Linked DNA regions of Mus musculus: all the other regions are linked to region 2. The links are chromatin contacts, called in public promoter capture Hi-C maps. All regions are on one chromosome and are shown on one strand. Each heading gives the region's core, a stretch centred on a gene start, on an enhancer-like site or on the middle of the called end of the contact. The rest is flanking DNA. Distances are from core to core; before and after follow the strand shown.

The links. Promoter capture Hi-C pulls out the DNA fragments that hold promoters and counts their contacts.
Region 1: a contact with region 2 is called in a promoter capture Hi-C map of hippocampal neurons, with 8 times the contacts expected there. The contact joins the promoter of Nrgn here to the promoter of Scn3b in region 2. A contact is called at or near these places in 2 of 39 promoter capture datasets (hippocampal neurons and stem cell-derived epiblast-like cells).
Region 3: a contact with region 2 is called in a promoter capture Hi-C map of hippocampal neurons, with 7 times the contacts expected there. The contact joins the promoter of Spa17 here to the promoter of Scn3b in region 2. A contact is called at or near these places in 2 of 39 promoter capture datasets (cranial neural crest and hippocampal neurons).
Region 4: a contact with region 2 is called in a promoter capture Hi-C map of hippocampal neurons, with 12 times the contacts expected there. The contact joins the promoter of Robo3 here to the promoter of Scn3b in region 2. A contact is called at or near these places in 2 of 39 promoter capture datasets (cranial neural crest and hippocampal neurons).
Region 5: a promoter capture Hi-C map of hippocampal neurons shows a contact between it and region 2, with 9 times the contacts expected there. The contact joins the promoter of Robo4 here to the promoter of Scn3b in region 2. A contact is called at or near these places in 2 of 39 promoter capture datasets (hippocampal neurons and stem cell-derived epiblast-like cells).

Annotation. Positions count from the first base shown.
Region 1 is chr9:37,550,228-37,554,967 of GRCm38.p6, reverse strand. Nrgn (neurogranin) reads left to right here and starts at 2,223. Exons shown (of 4, transcript NM_022029.2): 1 at 2,223-2,431. The coding sequence starts at 2,417.
Region 2 is chr9:40,265,970-40,270,541 of GRCm38.p6, reverse strand. Scn3b (sodium channel, voltage-gated, type III, beta) reads right to left here and starts at 1,326. Exons shown (of 7, transcript NM_001083917.1): 1 at 940-1,326; 2 at 495-574. The coding sequence starts at 549.
Region 3 is chr9:37,611,246-37,615,818 of GRCm38.p6, reverse strand. It overlaps Spa17 (sperm autoantigenic protein 17), which reads left to right and starts at 2,099. Exons shown (of 5, transcript NM_011449.2): 1 at 2,099-2,263; 2 at 3,801-3,983. The coding sequence starts at 3,830. Siae (sialic acid acetylesterase) reads right to left here and starts at 1,998. Exons shown (of 10, transcript NM_011734.4): 1 at 1,893-1,998. The coding sequence starts at 1,959.
Region 4 is chr9:37,431,116-37,435,908 of GRCm38.p6, reverse strand. It overlaps Robo3 (roundabout guidance receptor 3), which reads left to right and starts at 2,734. Exons shown (of 28, transcript NM_001164767.1): 1 at 2,734-3,067. The coding sequence starts at 2,908.
Region 5 is chr9:37,399,944-37,404,528 of GRCm38.p6, reverse strand. Robo4 (roundabout guidance receptor 4) reads right to left here and starts at 2,557. Exons shown (of 18, transcript NM_001309390.2): 1 at 2,378-2,557; 2 at 1,642-1,974; 3 at 1,220-1,377; 4 at 966-1,086; 5 at 328-455; 6 at 8-236. The coding sequence starts at 2,447.

The DNA of each region.
Region 1 (4,740 bases), core at 974-3,473, 2.7 Mb after region 2:
CACCCCTACACCCCAACCCTGGAATCCCAGCCAGCCTTCAGCTCAGCTCGGAGCCCCAAGCTGGCTAATCATGTTCCCAACCTGAGTGGACACTGGTATATCCCTCCCACTCATTCTCCCTTTAACAAGGAAAGCCATGACCTAGACACTCAGTGGAATAGAAGCATTCAACAGTCCTAGTGTGGCTGGCCTGTGACAGTGGGATCCATTGCAGCTTGGCTGTTTGAGGTCCCTTGTCCTGTTCAGAGACACCAGGCATTTCTTCCTCTCTACTCTAAGCAGTAATTTTTTTCCCTGTCCCTCCTTGGAGAACTTAGCTGAGGAGGACTTGAGTTTTCTCAAAGGGATCCCAACCACCTGGGTATCATGTGATACAGTCAGCTATACTACCCTGACAGGCTAGGAGGTATCATGTGATACAGTCAGCTATACTACCCTGACAGGCTAGGAGGTATCATGTGACACAGTCAGCTATACTACCCTGACAGGCTAGGAGGTTTAGAGACCACAAAAAGGTCAAGCTACATACCCCAGATGTTCCTTTCCATATCTCTGCTTTCCAGCCTCTCTCTAAACCACATCCTGCCCCAGCATGGGCCCAAAGGGCCAAAACCAGTGATAACCGCAACACTGCTTGGTTTGACAGCATCCTTTTTCTTCCAAAGAGCAAGTGTGAGGGTGGCTAACTTTTGTCTTATTTTGAAGCGGTGAATCAAAAGGTTAGGAAGTCTAGTGTGAGGAGTGGGATGGGTGGGTGTGCTAAGTCTGTACCAGGATATAAATACATTCAAAGTGGGTGCTGGGTGTACGTGATTTTATTTGGTGCAGATGGATGGAAGGATAGATAGATGGATAAGTAGACAGATAGATCACAGGTCATGGAGAGATACAAAATAGATACTTGGTCGGTGATGATGGAAGACACTTAGAACTAGTCAAAATACTGAGAATTAGAGGCTATTGGATGCCAAGTCATAGAGAGGACACATATATACCAATACTTCCAAGGCTCAGGAAACATCATGGAAGAAGGGGTAGGAAGAATTTAAGAACCAGAAGAAGGGGGGTGAGGTATGGAATGATGATTTCCAGTCATGACTTGGCTATTGAGTTAACAACAGCTGGATCACCTGCACAAGATCTCCACAAGAGTGGGCCCATTAACACTCTATCATGGAAAGAGGAGGGGCTTATGAGGTACCACCCCACCCTGAAGATTTATACACAATTAATAGTTGGTGAGGTAGGGAGAGACATTTACTTTAGGGGTGCAGTCACTAGTACAGTGCCTACAATGCTGTAAAGAAGCCCTTGCCCGTGCTCCTATAAACAACACTAACAAAATTCAATGGGTTCCTTCTCGACACCCCCCCATTCCAAAAAAAAAGACATGGCAATAAAAGGGATACTTGTGGAAAGAGTAGGGGTTATCAGGAGTGGGAAGGGGCAAAAGAGGGTAACCAGGTGAACATGGTTTAAAGGGCACAAGTAGGTCACAATGGAATCAATTAATACGTAGAATCAACGTGTGACAATACAGTGTTCTTGCTAAAAATTTTAAAAAGAAAACACTTAGTGCAGACATTGCCAGCAGTGAGAATGCAGGTATTTTTGTCTATGTGCTAACTAACAGGAGGTCTACCGTTTACCTGTGCTTCACAGGGTGTGTGGACACGGCCCTGTGGAGTTGTTTTTGCCTATTGTGTCTGCAGTGTCTGTATGTGGGAAGATACACCACACCACCCCGCCTGGGAGTATGTATGGATGCATGAGGCTTGGAGCGTCTATGTCACTATGTGCCCATCATGTAGGCTGTCTACCATCAGGTTTCTCTGTAACTAGAGTGAGGAGGGCATCTCTGCAGAGAGGGGAAATAGAGGGAGTAATGTTTGGGACTCTAGAACAGGGAGGTGGGTGAGGTTCGTGGTTTTCTATCTATGGGCGGTAGGGCGTGCTGCACCCAGATGTGTATTTGTGCCCTGGATGTTGGAGGCCTTGTGCTTACTCCGACGTACATCTGCCTGGCAGTCTGCGACTTAGAAAGCGGGGGGGGGGGTGAATTTGGGAGATGGGGTGTGTAGGAGGAATGGATGGAAGTGTGTAGGTGGAGAGGTTGGAGCACCAAAGCGAGCGAGGCGGAGAGAGTCGAGAGAAGGAGTGGTCCTCGCTCCAGTTCTCCCCGCCCACCCTGCAGAAAGTGTCTTCTGATTGGCTTCGAGGCCGCAGGGCTCAGGTTACATTCGCAAGAGTTGCGGAGCGCGGGAGACCGGACCCAAGAGGAGAGAGGCTGGTTCTGCAAGGATTCTGCGCTGGTCGGGGAGTGCCCGACAGCCCCTGAGCTGCCACCCAGCATCGTACAAACCCACCCCCGCTCTGCGCCAGGCTCCACCCCAGCCAAGGACCCTCAACACCGGCAATGGACTGCTGCACGGTAAGTCCATACTTGAACTCAGCGTGTTCTGGGGCAAGGGGCACACGAGAACCCCTGGGGGGTGAGTGAGGGATGGAAGTGGGTGCGGAAGACCTAGGAACAATGTGGGAAAGAATGGTGCTGAAATATTGTATTGGATGATGGAAGGCGCCTGCCTGATCTGAGCCAAGCCCTGGGGAAAATGCTCCCCAGCTCGCGGGGGCGTCTGAGCGCCCATGGGCCAGACAATCTAGGTTGTATCTGGATCTGAGCAGAGCTTTCATGCAGGAAAGCTGCTGCTTAGACGAGAGGTGGAACTTCCCCCACGGAGACACAGGAAAGTTGCTGGTGTGCTAGTCCTTTCCCTTGGTATTTTTTGGCCCCCAAACGATTTCCTATCCCACTGCTGCTGTCGCGGACTGTGGCAAGATCTTCACGACCCTCAGATGATCGTCTAAGCCCTTATGTGGCGAAGTCGGGGAGAATCCACCCTGGTCTTGGTGGTGATGGGCAGGAAAGAACCTAGTCAGTGTGGTTCTGGGGTGGAGCTGGTTCAGCCCCCAAAACCTTCTCCTTTGGAAGGTGCTGGGTGAGTGACCGTGAGAGGGCCCTGTGGGCAAGGGGAGGAAGTGTCTATCAGCGCCTACACGGAAACTGGATGCTGCAAGTGCCTAACGCCAAAGCAGATCTTGTTAAGGGCTCTTGTATGAAGGCATCCAGCACTGGTCCTGGCTCCTAGCTGGCTAAAGGAGTTGAGTGACCCATACCTATATAAAACGTGTTTGCTTATTCTTAGCCTCCGATCTAAGGAAAGAGACGACTCCAAATTCCTAGTGTTTTCTTTCTGTCACTCTGGCTAAAGACTCCAGAGGTTACTTAACGACAGCAGGAACCCCACCTTTCTCCCACAATGTGCAAAATAAATAAGTTTGGAAGGGAGGAATAGCCCATATCTTTGAGAGGTGACACTTCCCAATGCCCAGTGTCCAAGACGCAGTGAGAACTTAGGGGCAAGCCATTGCTGACATTTTAACTCTTGTTAAATAAATAACAGCTGCCAGAGTGCCTGATCACCCCAGGTAGGTAGGTCTTTTACAGTTGTACAAATGGGGCTTAGAAATGTGATTTTTTTTCCCCAAGTAGGCACCTTTGACAAGTGTGGAGCCCTGTCCTCTCAAAAGATTGCCCTCCAATCCCTCTTTGAAGCATACTGATTTTCATTACTGTAAATGCTCATAGCAGTAAATGTATAGATCAGAAAAAATATATACATATACATATACATATACATATACATATACATATACATATACATATACATATACATATACAAGCATGCCAATCACATACAGTTCCGCCCTTTGAAGAACACTATCCAGGGCTTCTTCCAAGGAAGCGGTTTGCTATTCTCCAGGGAACAGTTTGTTTGCTTATTTGCTTATTTACTTACTTATTTTTGGTGCTGGGGATTGACTTCTGGACTTTATGCCTGCTAAATATGTACTCTGCTTCTGAGCTACACACTGAGCCCAAGAATCACTTTTTGGCTGGGAAAGGAAAGGTGTGGGTCTTCAGTCTCAATTGAGGAAGAGCCCCTCATCCCCAGCAATGTTCCATTAAGTAAAAAAATAAAAAATAAATAGATAGATGGCAGATTATGAGATATGAGTCAACAGGGGAGGAGGGTAACTGCTAGGCAAGAAAGAAAAGGCTGAGAAGCCAAGAAGGATGGGGAAAGGAATCGGGAGATGTGCCAGCAGGGAAGACATGAATGGGTGAAGACTCTAGGAAGCCTGAGAAGGATGAAGAGGGTGAGATGTGGGGCTCAGGCCTCCAACCTTGTCTCTCCTGGTTAGTGCTTATAAAAATACCCAGGAAGCCATTGGTGCATGGCAAGTAGATAGCTACACCACAGATAACTAATACTGATAGATAATGGCTGAGGGTGTGGTTAATGTGTTTGAAATCAGTGTCCCCTAGAGGAAGAGGGACTGCCAGAGGTATTGAATGTCCAGGGTCCAGGGGCACCTCCTGCACTGGGCCCTGACACAGTCTCTGTTTTTTTATGTCCCAAGTCCACTGGACCAAAGGGCCAGATAATATTCAGCATCAGTCTCATTCTGTGGAGTTGGAAGGAGGCAGAAAGAAGGAAAAGAGGGGGCAAAAAAGGGCGGAGGACTGGAAGAGGGCAGGGCTGCTACCAGGCATCCCTGCGCTGTAAAGAGAACAGTATGCCTTCCTCATCTTTTTGCTCTGGAGTTCTCTTCCATGACCATCCTACCTGATGTTTGGGAAGAATCTAGCCGTGCCTTACTTGTTCTTTTCCCCCT
Region 2 (4,572 bases), core at 77-2,576:
CTATAGTTTCTCTCTCTCAAAATTCATGCATCCAGGTTTTGTGCTTTTTTTTAAACCATAGAGAGAAATGAGTGTGCCCCCCCCCCCCACACACACATACACCAAATCATTGAGATTTTCAGGACTGACTGACTCTTCACTGAGCGATGCAAATGTAAAAAATGCAAGCAAGATTTTGAAATAATAAACGGATACATTCCTTTTCAGCAAAGGGGGAAGGGAGGAGAAAAAATAAAAATTAGGAAAGACGGGAATCAGAGAAGCATTAAAGATGGTTAGGAGGGAAAAAAAAATCAAGGCACAGGGAGCAGGGAGGTGCCTTTGCAAACCTCCAAACCCAGGTCTCTGGGAGCGCGTGTGGATCTCCATGTCTGGCAAAAATGCACAGAGAGAAACCAGAGCTCCTTTTTGTCACCATCGACATCACTTAAGTGTTGTTATTGTTAGCACGATGCGTGGTATTAGCACATTGCAAGGCAGGGTGCTGTACTTACCCCAGTAGATGAGCACTAGAGAAGCTAGGGGAAGCAATCTGTTGAAGGCAGGCATCTTTTCTCGTAAGTGGTTTCTGGAACTGAACAGAGAGGATCTCTGTCAAGGACTGAGCCCTCTGATTCTTTCGAGGAAACCTTCAGGGATTAACTGCCCCTAAGGGAGCGGACCTTCTGAGTGGGAGGAGGAAGAAAAAGGTCAAGTCCCCTTCCTAGGGGGTCTGCGGGATCTGGAGCCCAGTGTAGGTGTCAGCTGAAGCCACCTCGCTAAAGCGAGCCTCGGGGCTTGGCTCAGCACCACGGACAGTAGCCTTCCCGCCCACCCCACTCTTGGAATTCCAACCCTCTCCTCTGCTTGCGTTTGCAACCAAAGCAAAGTGGACTGGGAAGGGAGTCTCGCAGCCGGCGCGGGGATGCTGGCCTGTGGAAGGAGTCAGTGTTGATTCACCTCTCGCCTCCCCTAGGGACAGCGACTTCGATCCACCGAGACTCAGAATCTCGGGCTTCTACGGCGGGGCAGGCTTCTCCAGCTGGGCGTGTCCCCACTCCAGCCGTCGTCTGGGCTACAGAATGTGTTCCACTTCAGTCTTGTACACAGCAGCCCCGGGCTCCCATGAGGTCCACCAGGCGTGGAAAGAGGCGGGAGCTTCGGTGGGACTGGCGATCTCAGAGGTGGAGGCTGGGTAGAGGGGGGGACCCCCTTCCGCGGGGCGCGTCTCTGGATCCTGCGAAGCCCCGATGCTGGGCGATTGGGTGATCAAGCCGCCCCTCTCCAGGGCCACCCCCTAGCTGAATGTGTTGCTAGCCTTGACATGCGCAGGCAGCTCTCTGCCGCTTTGGTCGCTATGGACCCTCCCCCTTGGACACATATTCCCCACCCCTAAACCCACGTGCCCCTCCCAGGGCTGGCGCGTTGAGAAGAGGGGGAGGAGCGCAAACACCCTCCGACCGCGGTGGCTTCTTGTCTGGCTAGCTGGCTGTCACCTCGGTTTTCTACTGTCTGGGTTTCTCTCTGAGTTATGGACACACACATAGCTTCCACCTATTTACCCACCCCCTCCAGGCAACCCCACTCCTGCTGCCTCCCAAATACACTTGCCCACAGCTCTGGGGAATGGAGGGACACATCTCTTTGAAGCAATGATGTCATCTATAATAGTTACAGTACCAGCTAGCTCCTGGCTGGCTTCTCTTCGCCCTCTACTTTATCCCCCCCCCCCTTCTTGCCTCCCCAGCCTTTGAATTGCCTTGATTAATGGGTTCCCACACAAGGGACACAGCAAGGCAATTTCTGCTTGTAGCAAATAGGGTAGGGTGTGGCACACCTGTCCCTACCTCAGTGCTCAGTCTAGTTCCAAATGCGAGCTTCGGATAAGCTTTAGGGTAGGGATAAGGAAGGATGATTTCTCGTTTCCCAAGTTATCTGAGGTGCCCCACCTTCCCCAACCATTTGTAGGCAGATAGACGATGTGATGTTGAGACGGTTTCCAACTCTTAGACGCTCCGAGTCCTAGCAGCTGCTGAGCATCCCCGCCCTATTTCTGGAAGGGAAACCTGAACCTTTACACTCAGTTATAAACTCGAATTGACTTAACGGATTAGGCATGCCTGGAATCGAAGGGAAGGCTTAATGGTGAAAGACTGGTACAAAAGTCTGGCTCCTGCCCAGGCCCTTTTCTCCTGTTCTCTAGCCAAAAAGGGGTGGGGGTCGGGGGGGGGGGCATAACAGTGATATTCCTAAAGGGAATGCGGAGTAACAGCTGACGGTAAATGAACTATACACAGGAAATGCTCCCTGCTAAATGTCACATACACAGTCACAGAAGGTCCTCAGTCAGGTTTCTTCCCGGGCCGAGAGCCACGGGGTCGTAAAACGCCATCTTGTGTTGAGGATCAGCCTTTGAGGTTCTCAAAATCTGCAACATCTTTCACAACTCAGGAATCAGTGAGGCGCTTTCCTGACGAGTGTGCTGGAACTCTCTTGTGTGACAGCTGGCTCTTCACAGCTTAACCGCCCCCCGCCCCCCCCTTCTGACGCGTAAGGAAGTTCTTTGTACTCATTTGACTTCTATACCCATTCCTCCCCAAGCTGCATTAATCGTTCTTGATACATTTTCCTCAATAAAGAAGTCATTTCCTCCATGACCCATCGCAAGAACTTTTTGTTTGGAACTAAACTTCTCCAGTGTACAATAGTTTCTAGCCAACCCCAATCTCTGACTACCCTGGCTACTTTTTTCACTCATCAACATGATTCTCTGACATTATGAATAGGAGCTAGTCCTTTTTGTGTGGTCTGAGCAGAACAAATCTGATGGAATCAGAAGAAAATTGCTCAAGAGGAAAAATATATTCAAACACCGCATGTCCTTCACAATGGGCTTGCGTTCGGTTAAAATCGGAAGTTTGTTTGTTTGTTTGTTCAGTTTACCTGACTTGCTGCAGTCATTTTGTATGTGTGCATAGAATCTGGAAAGCTGTATCATGAAACTTTGAGCTTACTGTTGGGTATGATTCGTTCCAGGCAGCACACTCTGTCAATAGTTCTGTTCAATTTCAATTCAGTCATGAAATATAACTTTCTGCTTAAATTTGGCATAAAAAAAATCACTTAATCTATACACAGTTTTTAGCAAGCAAACAGATAAAAGCAAAACACAGAGCAGGACTACTGTCATGCTCTCGAGGCCTCACTCAAGCTTAAATGGATTTTTTTTCAGAAGTCATAGAGGCCAAACATGTTTTCCTACTAACGCATATACAGCATGATACATTAAAAAATTACAATCAAAGGCAGGTGAGAGTAATTAGATTTATATCACAGAACCAATACATCACGATTAAAGTATGATTATAATTTGTTTTGTGTATTTATGTGTGTGTGTGTTTGTCTGTGTGTCTGTGTGTCTGTGTGTGTGTGGGCAGAGGAGTGTGTTCCAGAATGTGTATGGAGGTCAGAAGACAATGTGTGTAGTTGACCATGTCAGTCCTGTATATAGAACTCAAGTCATTAAGCTTGGTGCAAGAACCCTTGCTCCAAAACCCATCACCTCACCAGCCCCGTTCTGAGGATTTATTAGCAGAATTTGAAATGTTCCCTTGGTAAGTTCTGAGGTTTTGGAAAGTGTATCTGCTTCAAGTTCTCACAAACCATTTCACCAGCTCCTTATATGTGCAGAGGATGGCCTTGTCGGGCATCAATGGGAGAAGAGGCCCTTCGTCCTTTGAAGGCTTGATGCCCCAGTGTAGGGTAATTCAAGGGCAGGGAAGTGAGAGTGGGTGTGTGGGTGGGAGCACACTGTCATAGAAGCAGGGGGAGGGGGGATGGGATAGGGGGTTTTGGGAGGGGGGAACTGGGAAAGAGGATAAGATTTGAAATGTAAATAAAGAAAACAGCCAATAAAAAAGAAAAACAAAAACAAAAAGAAAACCCAGAGCACTTGTTCTCGCTGTTCTGTTGTTCCCTCTGGCAGGAGCTTTCTGCCATACTTATAAGTACGTTAAGTTTCTTGAAGTCCATCTGGTCTGTGCCGGGATGTGTTTTTAAATTTGAATTTTATTTTATGTATATGGGTGTTTTGCTCGTGTGTACATATGTGCACGGTGTACATGCAGTGCCTGCGGAAGCCAGAAGTGGAGATCAGATCCCTTGGAACTAGAGTTATAGATTATTGTGAACCACAAAATGTGGGTGCTAGGAACTGAGCCTGGGGTCCTCTGGATAAATAACAAGTTCTCTTAACTGCTGAGCCATCTCTCTAGCCCTTGTTCCGTAAGCTTTTAAAGCACTTAACATGGTAAGTTATCCCTTCGTCTTTGTGATGGGTGCTGCTCTGTCTTGCTGATGTTAGCTTGACATTTCTCTGTCGTAAACATTCTGCTCTTGCTGATATGTAAGGCTATGGGTGATGATTGATCTTGACTGCCAGCCTGCTTGCATTGAGCACATAGGAGGTTACTAAGGGCCACTCTGGTTGTGTCTGTGAGGGCCTTCCCCAGGAAGGAGAAATCTACCCAGAATATGGAAGACACCATTACAAGGGGCTGGGGCTGGATGGACTGAAAGAAAAGGGAGAAAGCA
Region 3 (4,573 bases), core at 850-3,349, 2.7 Mb after region 2:
ATATTTTACAAAATTAAGGGCTTTTTGGTTTGTTTTGGTTTGGTTGGTTTTTGGTTTTTTGTTTTTAATAAAAGTGATAGACAGGGAAGAGAATTAGAATTAACAAAGCTGACATTTTCCTTGCTGAAAGCTACAAAAGATGGCAGGCCCCTTAGGCTATACTTAACAGGGCAGTCGAGCTAATGGGGGTCCCCTCACAAGCTTGGTGGCCTATTAATACTGCTTTTTAAGTTACAGGCTAACCCTAAAAATCCTCAGTTTTCTTTCTCACTCCGGAGCTAGTTCGATCAGGAAGCCTACATGGCAATCAAGGATTATCCGGAAAGCTTAACAACCTCAAGAAGCATGTACCATGAGCAAAATACTCTGGAACCACAACATCCCAGAATTGCATAAGCAGGATGGCAGCCTGCTGGGGAAACCGGGAGGCATATGTGTGGGAGGGCCCTGTCTTGGGTAGATACAGAACAAAAGCTGAAAAGTAAACGCATAAATAAGAGCTAAGCAAAGAGAAGACTTGAGTTGGAAGAACAGAGTGAAGAAAATATTCCTTACATGGGCAACAATGTTGCAGTCCATAGGATGGGGAATGCCTTCCCAAGCCCTTCTGTGTTTGCCAACATTCAGTTATAGAAGCTCTTTGTGAATGGATTTATGGTGAGAAAAAAAAAATTTAGAGGTGGAAATTATCTTTATAATAAACGTGTTAATTGTGTTACTACCGATGAAGAGATATAACCTAACCACATTACCCATCAAGGGACTAGAGCACAAATAGATTAAGCAATTTTAAAGAATAATTAGAACAGCTATGAATTCAATGAATATCTCTTTAATGATACCTAGTACTTTACACATTGAGACTGCAACCCTGGAAGGAAAAATAATTCCAATAGTAGATAAAAATTCTTGCTGCCAAGGATCTTACAATCTACTAGGAGCTTACTCGTGTAGCAGAGTTCTTAAGAAAGAAGACAGTAATGTCCTTGACAGGCCTCAGAAGGTAGTTTATGACAGAATGAGAATCAACGTCATCTAATTCCAAAGGAATTGCAATTTCATTTTTGCTGTGAGGATAATGGTAATGGGACCACAAATTCCTAGCACTCCAGCCAAGAGCTTTATCACTGAGCTATATTCTCATCCCCCCCCCCAAATTTCATTTATTGACAGTCTATGGATGAGGTCCACTCTTTCAGTGATACAAAGAAAAGAAGGGTGGGTGGCTCCAGCAGTAACCTTTTACTTTAAGTGAATAGATTCCTATCTTTTGATATCTCCATGCAGAGGGCAATGTCCAGCTCAGGTTAGTCAGATGACAAGCTCTGACCTGCACAATGGCCAGTGTGAAATAGCTCCCTCTCCAGTGTGATGAGTCTTACCCCTCCACTAGTATCTCTTAGGCTGTATCAAAATTCAGAGCTGAACCTTAAATTATTCTGAGCTAGTGAGGGGGTTGTATTTCTTAGCCCTAATAACCACTTAGAAACTAGTAAAATTTAATTCCCTCAAGGCACCCATCCCGACAGAAGCCCTCCCCAAGGGCACTACTGAGGGGGCAGGTGTTGAAGTATTTTGGATGACTCAGACACCTGTTTCCAAATATTATCTAACTAAGCTTCGCCCCCTTCTCTTTGAGCTCTCCTCAAGGCTTCGGTCTGGGGACTCTGGAGCCTATTCCAATGGGTAAACCGAAGTCTCTCCCTGCCTCCTATGCTGCAAATGAGGTACCCTGCATGAAAAAGGCAGTAGATGGGCCCAACAGTACCTTGAGCCAGAACTAGGTGCGAAAAGTCCAGTTCTGACTCAAACCAGACCTTTAAAGGGGACGCATGCCATGATCCTGCAGAAGATCTGAAAGGCAAGGGTCCGGCACAGCTGTGACACCTCACCTGCACTTCTGCTGACTCGCGCGATTATGAGCAGCACTATCCCAAACACAGGCCCCGGGGAAACCATGTTTGTGAAGATCCTGATTAACCCGCCGAATTCAGGAAGAGCCCCTATGCGGGGGCGGGGACAGGGCAGAGGCGTGGTCTTGCGTAGTGGGCGGGGCCTGGGAGGGTCTACCTATCGGGCCCCACCCTCAAGCCTTCAGTACGCGAAACCATCAGCGGCGCGGCGCGGCGCGGCGCAGGGCGCTCCCCTCCCGGCCTCCGTAGTTAAAAAAAAAAGAAAAAAGAAAAAAGAAAAAAAAAAACGGTTACCCAGCAACGAGATAAAACACTGGAACCATCCGCACCAGCTTGAAGAGAAAGAAGAGGTGAGGCAGTTTCCCCCACTCCCTCTCCAATGTGGAGGCTTCGCCATTTTCCTTCGTGCCGTAGTCTCTCCGCATCTCCAATACTCCCGCAACTCCTGGACCAGACAGAGAGCCTGGCAAGCCCTTTCTCGGAGAATCTGGAACGCTAGGTCTTTGGCGTCCCGCCCACGGTTTGACCTGCTTCCCCTCGACAGCCTGTCCTCCCCCGCCCGGTTCAGGGCTTTACACAGCTCTCAAGATTCGATATCTAATCTGCTGTTTGTGGCCAAAAGAGAGAAAGGGAAGAGACTCCACAGGTTAGGCCTTGTTAAACCTCTAGTCCTCCAGCCTCGACCCCAACCAGCGCCGCCTTTGTGCTTCTTGGGGGAGGCAGAGGGAGCACACGCCCAGACCCGAAGCTCTCTTTTCTCAATAATCAAATCCTATGTCAGCCACCTTTAAGCCAGTCCTCGAATAATAAGATAAAAGAAGGCCTGAGAAAACCAGAAAATAAGATTCCCCAAACATCAAAAGCTGACTCCCAAATACACGACCTCCCCTTTCACAATCCCTCATCAGAAAGCAGAGGCACTTGAGAACATGCTTCAAAAGTTGGGGCTGAAAAACAAGTGAAACTATTCAACAAATTATAATAATTTCTAGAACGACTAGATTTTTGTTTGCTTGCTTGCTATTTGTTTGATTTTTGGGTTTTTGAGGCAGGGTTTCTCTGTTTAGCCCCTGGCTGTCCGGAAACTCACCCTGTAGACAAGGCTGACCTTGAACTCACAAAGACCCACCTACCCTTGCCTCCCAAGTACTGCACTTGAAATAGTTTCTTCTCAGCAATGTAAAGGGGATTGTTTATACCAGCTTCTCAGCAATCATTGTCTCTTCAATACTGTGGGCTTGCAACATCTACCCTCACCTCTTAAGGACAGAAAAACAAAGTACTTAATCTAGTGAAAACTGTGGTTCTCTAACTTTGAAAATATGTATTTGTCTAATTTAATGGATCTGGATTTATGATACTATAATTCACAAAGCATAGTGTTTATCCACCAGGCTGGCTCTAATCGCCGCACTTGGGAGACAGAGGCAGGTAGATCTCTGAGTTAGAGGGCAGCCTGGTCTACATAGTTACAGAACAGCCAGAGCTATGTTGAGAGACTCTGTCTCAGAAAACAAACAAAATAGTTCAGTGGTAGAATTCAAAACTCTAGGAGAAAAGGATAGACGTGGTGGGGTGAATTTGGTGTTCATTTATTTAGTATGTGCATGTGTATGGGCACGGCCTCCATGATGTCGTCAGCCTATGGAAGTCAGAGAACATTTTGTGAGAGTCAGTTCACTTCGGCCACAATAGGATGTGCGTGGATTTGATTCAGATCTACTGAGATAGAGAGAGCACCAGGACCTAGATTGTGTGACTTTTTTCTTTTTAAAGTCCAAAATATGGTATGTGTGTTTGAGAAATGATTTGAGTCGTGATAGTGAGTTGGTTTGTGAAACTTGTGATTATATAATTTAAATTAGGCACTTTTTACTGAATCTTTAGGTACCATATAGGCAATTCTTTCCGAGGAGATGTCGATTCCTTTCTCCAACACCCACTACCGAATTCCACAAGGATTTGGAAATCTTCTTGAAGGGCTGACACGGGAGATTCTGAGGGAGCAACCGGACAATATACCAGCTTTTGCCGCAGCGTATTTTGAGAACCTTCTAGAGAAAAGAGAGAGTAAGCTCTTTTAAAAAAAAAAATAGGAATTTTAAAATAAACTAAGCATTTCATTATGGTAAAACTTAAGATTGAGGAATATACATGTCTTCAGCCTGTGACCACCATGTACGTGCAAACACATATCTAGCACTACACACACACACACACACACACACATACACACACACACACACACACACACACGGGAGCATGAAAACATACACACATACAAAAAAGAAAAAAAGAACATTAAAAATCATGGTCATTGTGCAGAAAGCCTTTATAAGGCCAGTGGTTGCAAGTACGGCTCTTACTGTTTGCAACAGGCTGTGACAGTTCAGTACCCTGCCATTCTCTCTGTATTTCTCACAGATGCAGTATGGAAGGACCCTATTCTCAGGCAACCCTGCTAGCTCACTGCCTGTTCTTCCTGAGAGGATAATTTGCAGTTTTCTTTAAATTTTGATTCTTCTCATTTGAAAGTATCATAAGTGTTATAAAAATAATTTAACACTCCCTAGATTAAATAAACCGGGTTTCGCTGGGGTATATGAAACTGTTCTTCAACGAAGGCACAGAAACAAACTGCTTTGGCAAGTGAATTGCCA
Region 4 (4,793 bases), core at 1,485-3,984, 2.8 Mb after region 2:
CTTGGTTGCAGTCTGGTGTGAGGAGGTAAGCAGGAGTCATTCTTTGCACGACTGCCTTTGGAAGCAGCTCACAGAGCAGCTATACTTAAAGAGGTCAAGGACTTGTTTCCTGCCTGCCCTGGGACCAGAGTAATGAGTCAGAGAAAATGAGGGAAGGCTGAAGAATTGCTGGACTTGTGACCTCCATTGGGTCATCTCTTCTTACTCTGGGTTCCACCTCTGCCAGTGGAGAATCTCTGGGGACCCTGGAGGATGGGGAAATGGAGAAAGGAGATGGAAGTAACTTGTGATATAGATGGTATAACTTAATCTCCTAGCCATCTCCCTTGAGTCCTTAGCTTTCTTTTGTCTTTAGATCTGGCTGGTTTTCTGAGAAGAAATAATATCCTAGAGATACACCAAACACAGCAAAGGAAAGAGTGGAGAAAGACAATCAGGAAAATAGGGAGGTTTTTTTTTTAAGTTAGTTTTAAAAATAGGAGAGAGGGGAGGAGGGAGGGAGGGAGACGGGGGTGAGAGAGAGAGAGAGAGAGAGAGAGAGAGAGAGAGAGAGAGAGAGGTGAGATTCACAAGATGGACCAGATAGGGGCCAAGAGTCCTAGAAAAATGGCTTTCCTCCATTTGTTCAGCATCCAAACCCAGACGACAGGGATTAGGAGGAAGCGGTGCCCACGGGCTGCGCTGCCGCCTCCGCTTAGGGAACCCAGAGCAAATACTCCCTGATCCCCACATAAAGGGCCAATTAACTGTGCGGTCTCCAGAAACAAATCCGCTAACAGGGTGACAAGCCCCTAGACGCCAGGCGGGGGTGTGTTTGCCCAGAGGCCGGCCGGGAGCAAATCAAGGGATTAGCATAGGGCAAAATCTGCATGGTTAGGGGGTTTCCAGCCTTTCCAGCTCCAAAGCAGGGCCATGAAGTTAAGTTTCTGCCTTGCTTGGCCTTCTAATGTGATGGAACCCGCAAGACCGACCAGCAGAAGGCCAAGCAAACGGTCCTTAAGATTCTGAGGATCAGACCAGATGAACTAGTCCTCTTCATCCTTAACTCTGAAGGGATTGGTCTCAAATGGTGATGTCTTCTGATTGGCAAATTCAGCACACACACCCCTTCCTTACCTCTCCGGCTGAAAGTGGTCTAGCACTACAGCAAGCCCCTGGATGAGGGTCTGATGTAAAAAACTTCTATCTCTTTAGTGCCCTAGCCTACCCCATTCTCAAGATCTGCCCAGGTTTTGTCTTCGGTGGATGCACCAGGGACCCAGTTCAGCACCCACAGATGTGTCAGCTCCCAGGGCTCTAAGTCCCGTGGGATTGTTGAGCCCCATCAGCCCTCACCATTTAGTTCATCCCACCTTGAGCTCTCTGGTCCTGGACCGAGGACTCCGAAGCACTAAATGCCCCCAGAATTCCGTGGGCAGGACACTGGATTGTAGAGACAAACTGGTTGGTGGGGCCATGTTCCTCTACTCTTGACCTGCTTTTGGTTTGGAATCTGCCACAGCTTCATCTTCCACCCTGGAATTGAGTAGCATATAGCGCTCTGAGCTGTCTTCCTGTGCAGGTGTCCCCTTACATATCAGAAGCAGCCGCTGCACGATTACATAGCCTAAGAGCAATCCAAACACTTACTTGTCCACAGAACCTACAGGATGGGAAAGCCACGGTCTCTTGCTCCACATTCAACATCATTTCCAGTCTAGAGAAAGTGTGTGCAGGAGAGGGGCAAAAGCAAAGATGGTTGGCTGCAACATCTCCAAGGCTAAAATAACCCCTATTCGAGACAGAACCGGGGCTTTGGTTTTCCTGTTGCACACCCCACCCCACCTCACCCCGACCGGGAGGATAAACAGCTGTTATCTGGTTCCAGCAGTTTCACACAATTTGGCATTCACCCGGTCTGTGACACTTTGCTTCCTTTGTTCTAGACTTTTGGTCTCTTCAAAACTGTCAAACAACTTCCTAAAACACGTCATAGTGGAGCAATGCACTATGCTAATAGGTGCGTGCTGCCTGGATTCTCGGGGTCTCCTCCAATTTTACTCAGTTCTGAGCACCCGGCAGGATTTCCTGACGGGGCGGGGGGGGGGGCGCATCTGGAGCAGGACTCCAGGTCAAGTTGGATCTCTGTATCCCTGTGGGTTCCTAGTGGCAAGCCACAGGATTAGGAGGAATCGGACGCGCACGTGGGGCGAGAGGTGATCCAGCGGTGGAATTCTCTTCTTCCCCTCCACCCCCACTCCCAGGTATCCTAGCACCCTGCGCTCACGTTTCCAGGACCCAGAATTTGAAAGGCACTGGAAGCTGGGACATTGAGAGCTCAACAGTGTCTGCTCTCCCAATGCCTCAGTTTCCCTGACGTCCGAGAAAGGAAATAATTCCTGCTATAATTTTAGAAAGAAGGGCTGAGTCTGACAGAGGCTCAGTCCGCGTCTTGGGGGAGAGAGAGAGAGAGAGAGAGAGAGAGAGAGAGAGAGAGAGAGAGAGAGAGAGAGAGAGAGAGAGAGACTCTCCCGCCAGGTTCAGAGCAACATTTGATGAGAGGAGTGTGGGGCGGGGACTCTAACTTGCGCGCGGCCCTGTTAGTGGCCATCCTGGTGGAGGTGGGGATATGGAGGAAGGCGGATTAAGCCCTTAATTACGGCGTGATCCGAGTGGCACCTGCTTTCCGCCCGCCCAGCTCCCAGGGGATTCTGGCACTGGGGGGGGGGGGGGTGGAGAGAAGAACCAGCGAAGGAGGACAGCCCGCGCAGAGGCACGGCCGGTACCCAGGCACGCCTGCAGGACAGCGGCATCGTGGCTGCCGCAGCGCGCAAAGGCTGTGGAGGGGCTTACGGCTCCCGGCCCGCGGGTCCCAGACCCAAGGGCTGGGCTCCGAGGCCCCTGCCCAAGACCCAGGCGGGCTGCGCTATGCTGCGCTACCTGCTTAAAACACTACTACAGATGAACTTGTTCGCGGACTCCCTGGCCAGGGACATCTCCAACTCCAGCGAGCTACTCTTCGGCTTCAACTCCTCGCTGGCAGCGCTCAACCCTAGTCTGCTTCCTCCTGGAGATCCCTCTCTCAATGGTGAGACTGTTCGATGGGGACCTTAGATTTGGAGATCGGGATGAGAGGGCTGCTTGGAAGGGAAGACGGAAGGTCTCCTTTTCCAGGACCCAGGGGCGCCTGTCAGGGCCCTCCTGGGAAGTGGGGTCCCAAAGGAGCGTCTGAGTTGGTGTATTTGCCTGTGGTGGAGGGCTGCTGAGCCCCTTTCTCCTCATCTCTCCTACTATCCACCTACCACACCCACCCCAGGTGGGAGAAATGTAAAGGGCAAGTTCCAAGCTAAGAAGGAAGGTTAGACCAGGGCACGATGTCGCCAGTCGGCCAAGGCTAAACCGGGCACTAGGTGATCCACCCAAGTAGCAGATGCCACTTCCAGGACCTAAAGTTTTCAAAAACCTCACTCAGAGCAAGGGTGGGAAAGCCCCCAACTTTGTAGGTGTTTTTACGCGGAGGGTCAAAGTCAGCAATCTTCTCAAGGAAACTTAGTATTAAGTTTGTATCCCCAGTGAGACTCACAGCTGACCCAGCCTGGCAGAGCGATGGCGAGGTCGTTACTGCTAATTACAGTGATTAATAAATAACTTGAGACAGCGCTGCCCCCCCTGAGCGCTGCAGGCAGTCTGGAGAGAGGCCTGATCGCGCTCCCTGCTGGCTACGTCAGGAACTCTCCCTCTGGAAGCCTCTGCCCAACTTAGGCTAGGGCCCCGGACTCTGGACATGGTCCACCTTTGCAGTCTCTAAAAGATGAAAGGATTCTCTCTCTCTCTCTCTCTCTCTCTCTCTCTCTCTCTCTCTCTCTCTCTCTCTCGTTCTCTCTCTCTCTCCCCCCCCCCCCCGTACTCAGGTGCAAGGGAGGAGCCCCAGAGCCCTATTTGCATGGCCATTAGCTATTCATTAGGCTGCTGTCGAAGCATCTCTGGAGACCAGGAATGACAGGGAAGAAATTCCAGGGAAAGAGAGCCCTCGGCTGTGTCTGCAGGAATTAGAGGGAAAGCGTGGATCAGAAGGGTGTTGTGTGGAAGGAGTTTGAAGAGGGCTGAGATTCTCCAGTCTTGCCACCTTTGAGGAGTCCCAAGAGACCAAGCAGTTATTTTCTCGGATTTTTTACTCACCTAGAGCTTTATACCAGACATCTATCTTTTCATTTAAGCTTGAAAAGTCAGGGAGGGACGATGGTTGTTGGTCACTACACACTGCCACTAGGGAAAACAAAACAAAAAAACAGCTATGGAGGATAAAGAATAGGGCAGTGACCACAAAAGCATAGAGCAAGATCTTGGCAGCAGGGAACTTAAAGTGTATTTTTATCACATATGAGAGGTTTTTGAAGTGGAGATGGGATGGGTTTAGAAATACTAGAGCCTAAAGTCTCATTCAGGTAGAGACTGTAGGAACCACATTAAAGTGCTGGAGAAGAAAGGATATTAAGTAATGGTAAACTTGTCATAGCTACTGTTGTGCCTTGCATCTTTTTGGGGGTTTTGAACTCCCACATTGCAGATAAGGAAGTGAAATTTAGAGACCTGAACCTTTTTGTTTTTTGAGACCTAGCCTAACTATGTAACTTAGACGCCTCCACACCCAGAGCAGTGGGCTTACAGGCATGGGCCACCAACGGGCTGCAGTTAAATAAGATGTCCAGCTTACTAACTCTGGGAAGTGTCAAATCTGAGATTCTAGCTCAGAGCATTTCGAAGCCAAAACCTGGGCTCTAACCATTCCAGGGGCCTCTCTCAGTGGAGTGTTT
Region 5 (4,585 bases), core at 1,308-3,807, 2.9 Mb after region 2:
GACTGACCCTGTTCAGGCAGCCTCAGGAGCAACACATTGCTGTCAGGGCCTCGAGCCCGGCCGGAGGACGGTCTCACTTTGAATTCATAGTCTTGGCCCCAGTGGAGACCCCCAAGCTTTGCACTCTGCAAGCCACGCAGCAGCACCTCTGTCCATGGAGATCCTTGGTCCCTGGGGGACCTCTGAGTCCTGAACAGAGCTGTGTATGACTCAGCAGGTGCAGCAGGGCCGCTCACCTGGGAAGAAGTCAGAGCAACGATAATGGACTAGGGAGCTCATGGCAGCCCTAATCTGAGCTCTGGGTGTTTTCTGGGACCTCTGTCTCACCTTCCAGCTGAGCCACACGGATGGCCCAGGCTTGGGACCTTTTACAGGTTCGGGGTTTAGCAGGGTCACATTTTCCAGCTGAATGCGAACAGCCAGAAGCTCTAGATGTTCCTTGTGGTCCTGGGATTCTGTGGAGGAACACAGGACTGGGATGGAGTAGTGGAACATACCTTCATCGTGGACAAACTTGGCTCCCAGAGTTTTCAGCTCTGGAGTATTCCTATGCCCATTTGGCCTCATCACTTGGACCCCAAACTCCATACCTGGTGACCACACTAACTGGAGTCTCCTACCTTACCTTGAACTTTGAGTGTGGGGTTAAGTGCGTGTTTATATGCATGTATGTGAGTAAGCGTTGACAACAGAGTCTTCCCTTATTATTGATCTCTATCTTATTTTTTGAGACAAGGTCTTTCACTGAACTTGGAACTCACTGTGTAGACTAGACTGTCTGGTTAGCTTCTGGGATTCACCTGTCTGTTCTCCACATCGGCACTGGGATGATCGACATTCACTGTCACACTCTGCTTTTATATGAGTGCTGGAGAACTTGACTCTTCACGTATGTGAAGCCAGCACCTTACCCACAGAGTTCTCTCCTGAGCCCTTATTAGATTGTAGATGACTCCTGTCCTTACCCTGGATAGACACCCTGGCTGCTCGGCTCTCCCGTTGCCCAGCATTGTTGGTGGCCATACACATATAGGTCCCCGAGTCATTCTTCTCTGCTCTTGACACCATCAGGGAATCCCCAGATACCTGTCAGGTTCAGATACTCCATGAAGTCTTCAATTTGAGAAGCTTAGAGGTTGGAGGGTGGGTCAGTTGCTCAATGTGCCCAGGACAGGATGATGTATGGGCAAAGGAGTTCCCAGGATTGGGGTTCACTCACTGTGCGCCTCCCTGGCTGGAGGACCAGGGGTTTCCCGTCTTTCCACCATGAGACCGAGGGTTTTGGGTAGCCCCAGGGAGGACCACACTCAAGAACCAAGCTCTCTCCCACCACGGCCACTGTGTCCCGAGGTTGGATCTGGAAGTCCTCCTGGAGGACTATTGGGAAGTCAGCAAATCAGCAGGAAGCACGTCTACCCACCCTGAGTCCTTCTAACATCCTAACATGGATGGCTTATCCGAACATGCTTACCCAATTCTGCTCTACCACTTCCTTGCCCCTCTATCTCTAGTTTAACCTAGTTCTCCATCCCAAGACCCTCAGTCCCTGCCTCCCTTCACAGACAGACTCTCGTATTTCCCTGGACACAAGCATCTCAGCCTAACTCTGCTTCCCCCTGGGCCTACCCTCCCAAGCCTCACCAGCCACAGACAGCCTAGCACCCCGGCTCACTGCTGTGCCCAGCCGGTTGCTGGCCTCACATGTGTAGACACCCAGGATTGCTGAGAGGATGTTCTGGTCATCTTGTGGCCGTCCCTGGACAGAGGGCCGATGTAACAGGAGGGTCCCATCCGGCAAAAGGTAATGTAGGTCTGGGGTGGCCATGCTGAGGGGCTGCCCATTCAGCAGCCAGCGGATAGTGGGAGGTGGTTGGCCGGATGATCTGCACCTCATCTTGGCTGGGCCAGAGCCCTGAAGTAGCTGGTCCTGGGGGTGAACTAGGATCTGGGGTGGAGAATCCAGAGCCTCACCTCCTAAGAGGGAAAGAGAGACTCCTGTACTGCACCCCTTCTATGTCTTGTGTAGGAATCTGTAGTCTTGTGTAGGCTTATCTTACTGAACATTTATTTCCAAATAAGAAGCTAACTAGGAGGGGAGAAGGTCTGAGTCCATAGGTCAAGATCTGCATAGCTCTTTCTCTGTTGCACGCACACACACACACACACACACTCTCTCTCTCTCTCTCTCTCTCTCTCTCTCTCTCTCTCTCTCTCTCTCTCTCTCAACCCCCATCTTTGTCTCTGATACTTCACTGCTAACTAGAAGAAAGGCACCAGACAACAGAGATGCTCCTTTGTCCTGCTGGCTTTGGATCCAGACCGTGGATCCTGCCATGAATCCAGGAGCGTGGGTTAGGAGAGGGAGGGCCCTACTCACCCATGATGAAAAGCAGCAGCAGAGGCAGAGGCCACTCCGTCCCCAGGAGGCCCGTTCCTCCAGAGCCCATGGCTGCTCTCGGCTCCTCTCCTTGTCCCATACACTTTTGTCCGGTTGTTCTGAGCTCACAGCAGTAAGGGAAGAAAGGGAGGGGTGGGGTGGTGGTAGTTGTTTGTGACTGAGACTCTGTCCCAGTAGGGAAGCAGCTTTGAGGAAACGGATGCTTCCTGCCTGGCCCTCATGCCTTAGAGAACTGGGAGGGGACCAGAGGTGAGAAACTCTCTGACCTCTACACTTCAGCTGTAATCCCCGGGATGCTAACTGCAGGCTAAGGGTTTACTTCATGTCTGAGTTAGGGTTTCTTAAATGAAATCCTCACACTGATCCCAATTGTACCCATACAATCTGCCAACTCCACAGCTCTGTTCAAAGCATATGTTTAATCTTGGTCTCTATCGGCTTTTTCCCATTAGCCAGCCACCTAATAGAGGAGGAGGAAGACCAGAGGTTGAGCCTCAGACATAGGAGTAAGGAGCTGAAGATAGAGTCCAAAGGGCTTACAGGCCAAGAAAGCAAGGGGCACATGGGGGTCAGGAGGTAGCAAGTGTCTATCTCTGGTCCAATCCCCAGGAGCAGGTAGACTGAGTCTTGGGAGGCTAGAAAGTAGGAATGACTCAGAACCTTAAGCTTTGAAAACCCATGGACTAGCTGGGCAGTGGTGGCACACGCCTTTAATCCCAGCACTTGGGAGGCAGAGGCAGGCGGATTTCTGAGTTCAAGGCCAGCCTGGTCTACAGAGTGAGGTCCAGGACAGCCAGGGCTACACAGAGAAACCCTGTCTCAAAAAAGAAAAGAAGAAAAGAAAAAGAAAACCCATGGACTATGTACGCATTTTCATCAAAAGATTTGGAAATGATGTCTGTGGGCTCTTGGGCAGATTCCTTCATCCTCAAAGCCAGTTTTCATACCTGTAAAATGGGGATATTAATAATAGACACCACCTTCAGATCCAGAGTAAAACTGGAATGAGATTAGGCATGAGATAGACTAGGTATGGACACAGGGGTATCACCTGTGTTTTTGTGCACATCCCACCACTGAAACTCTCTGAAGCATCATCAGTGGGATGGGTTCTAGGATTGGGGAAGATGGTCGTAATGAAGCCTTCCAAGGCTGGCCTGGTCTGACACCTGTCTTCTATGGCTACATAGCACACAACCTACACAACAACTAAGCTGACTGTATTGGCTCCTCCCTGAAACCCAGAGAGACTGCCTTCTCCTCAGAGCCCAGCTCCTGTTTACCAGTCTCTTCCTTCCAAATCTGGAATCTCAGCCATTTCCTAGAGCTGTTCACAGAAGGCCAAGGCCAGGCTCTGAGCTTCAGCGGAAAAGCGTGCAGGCTTTGTTCTTCATTGTTCTGGCCAGCTTGTCTGGAGGCCCCTAACACAGCTGACCCTTCTCCCTTCCTCCCCCTCCCTGTTGGGTTTCAGGAACAGCATCAGCCCTAACCACTGGACTTCTGTGCTTCATCTCTTTCTGTCTCCTGAGACAAACTAAGACTGATTAAGACAGGATTAATGGGGGAAAAAAAAAAACCTTAAAAACACTACAGTCTTTACAAACTGAGTGAGTCTGTGGGCTACAGAATAGAAGTGAATAGAGTGACTATAAAAAGAAGGGTGGAAATTGGTGTCAGGCTAGACTTTGGGATTTTAGGAATGGAAGCACTTGGTGGCACATGGCTGAAATCCTAGCATACAGAGGATCATGAATTTGGTCTAGTCCAGGCTGGACCCTGTCTCAAACAAAACAAAACGAACCAAAACAAAACAAAAACAACAACAACAAAAAAAAATAAAGCAAAGCAAAAATGGAAGCACGAAGGGTGTTGTTAGCCAAGTCTGTGCCTTCTTCTGTGTGGAGGGTGTATGATGTCAGATGGGTGAAAGGGACATTTATATGGCTGAAGTCAGCCAAAGACGAGACAGGAAAGGGTGGGCAGGCAGTTTCAATGAACCTGGGATTTCCCAGGTACACAGGGTCCAAGAATGGCCAAGTTCCACAAGAATGCTATTGCTGACAACAGTCCCTTTTCAGTCTCTTTTGCTTCTACTTATGAGAATTCAGCAAGTTCTCAGCTAGTGTTCCAACACCAACTTGATTTTATTCAGTTTCTATGATCCAGAAAGATGGTATATATTTTCCT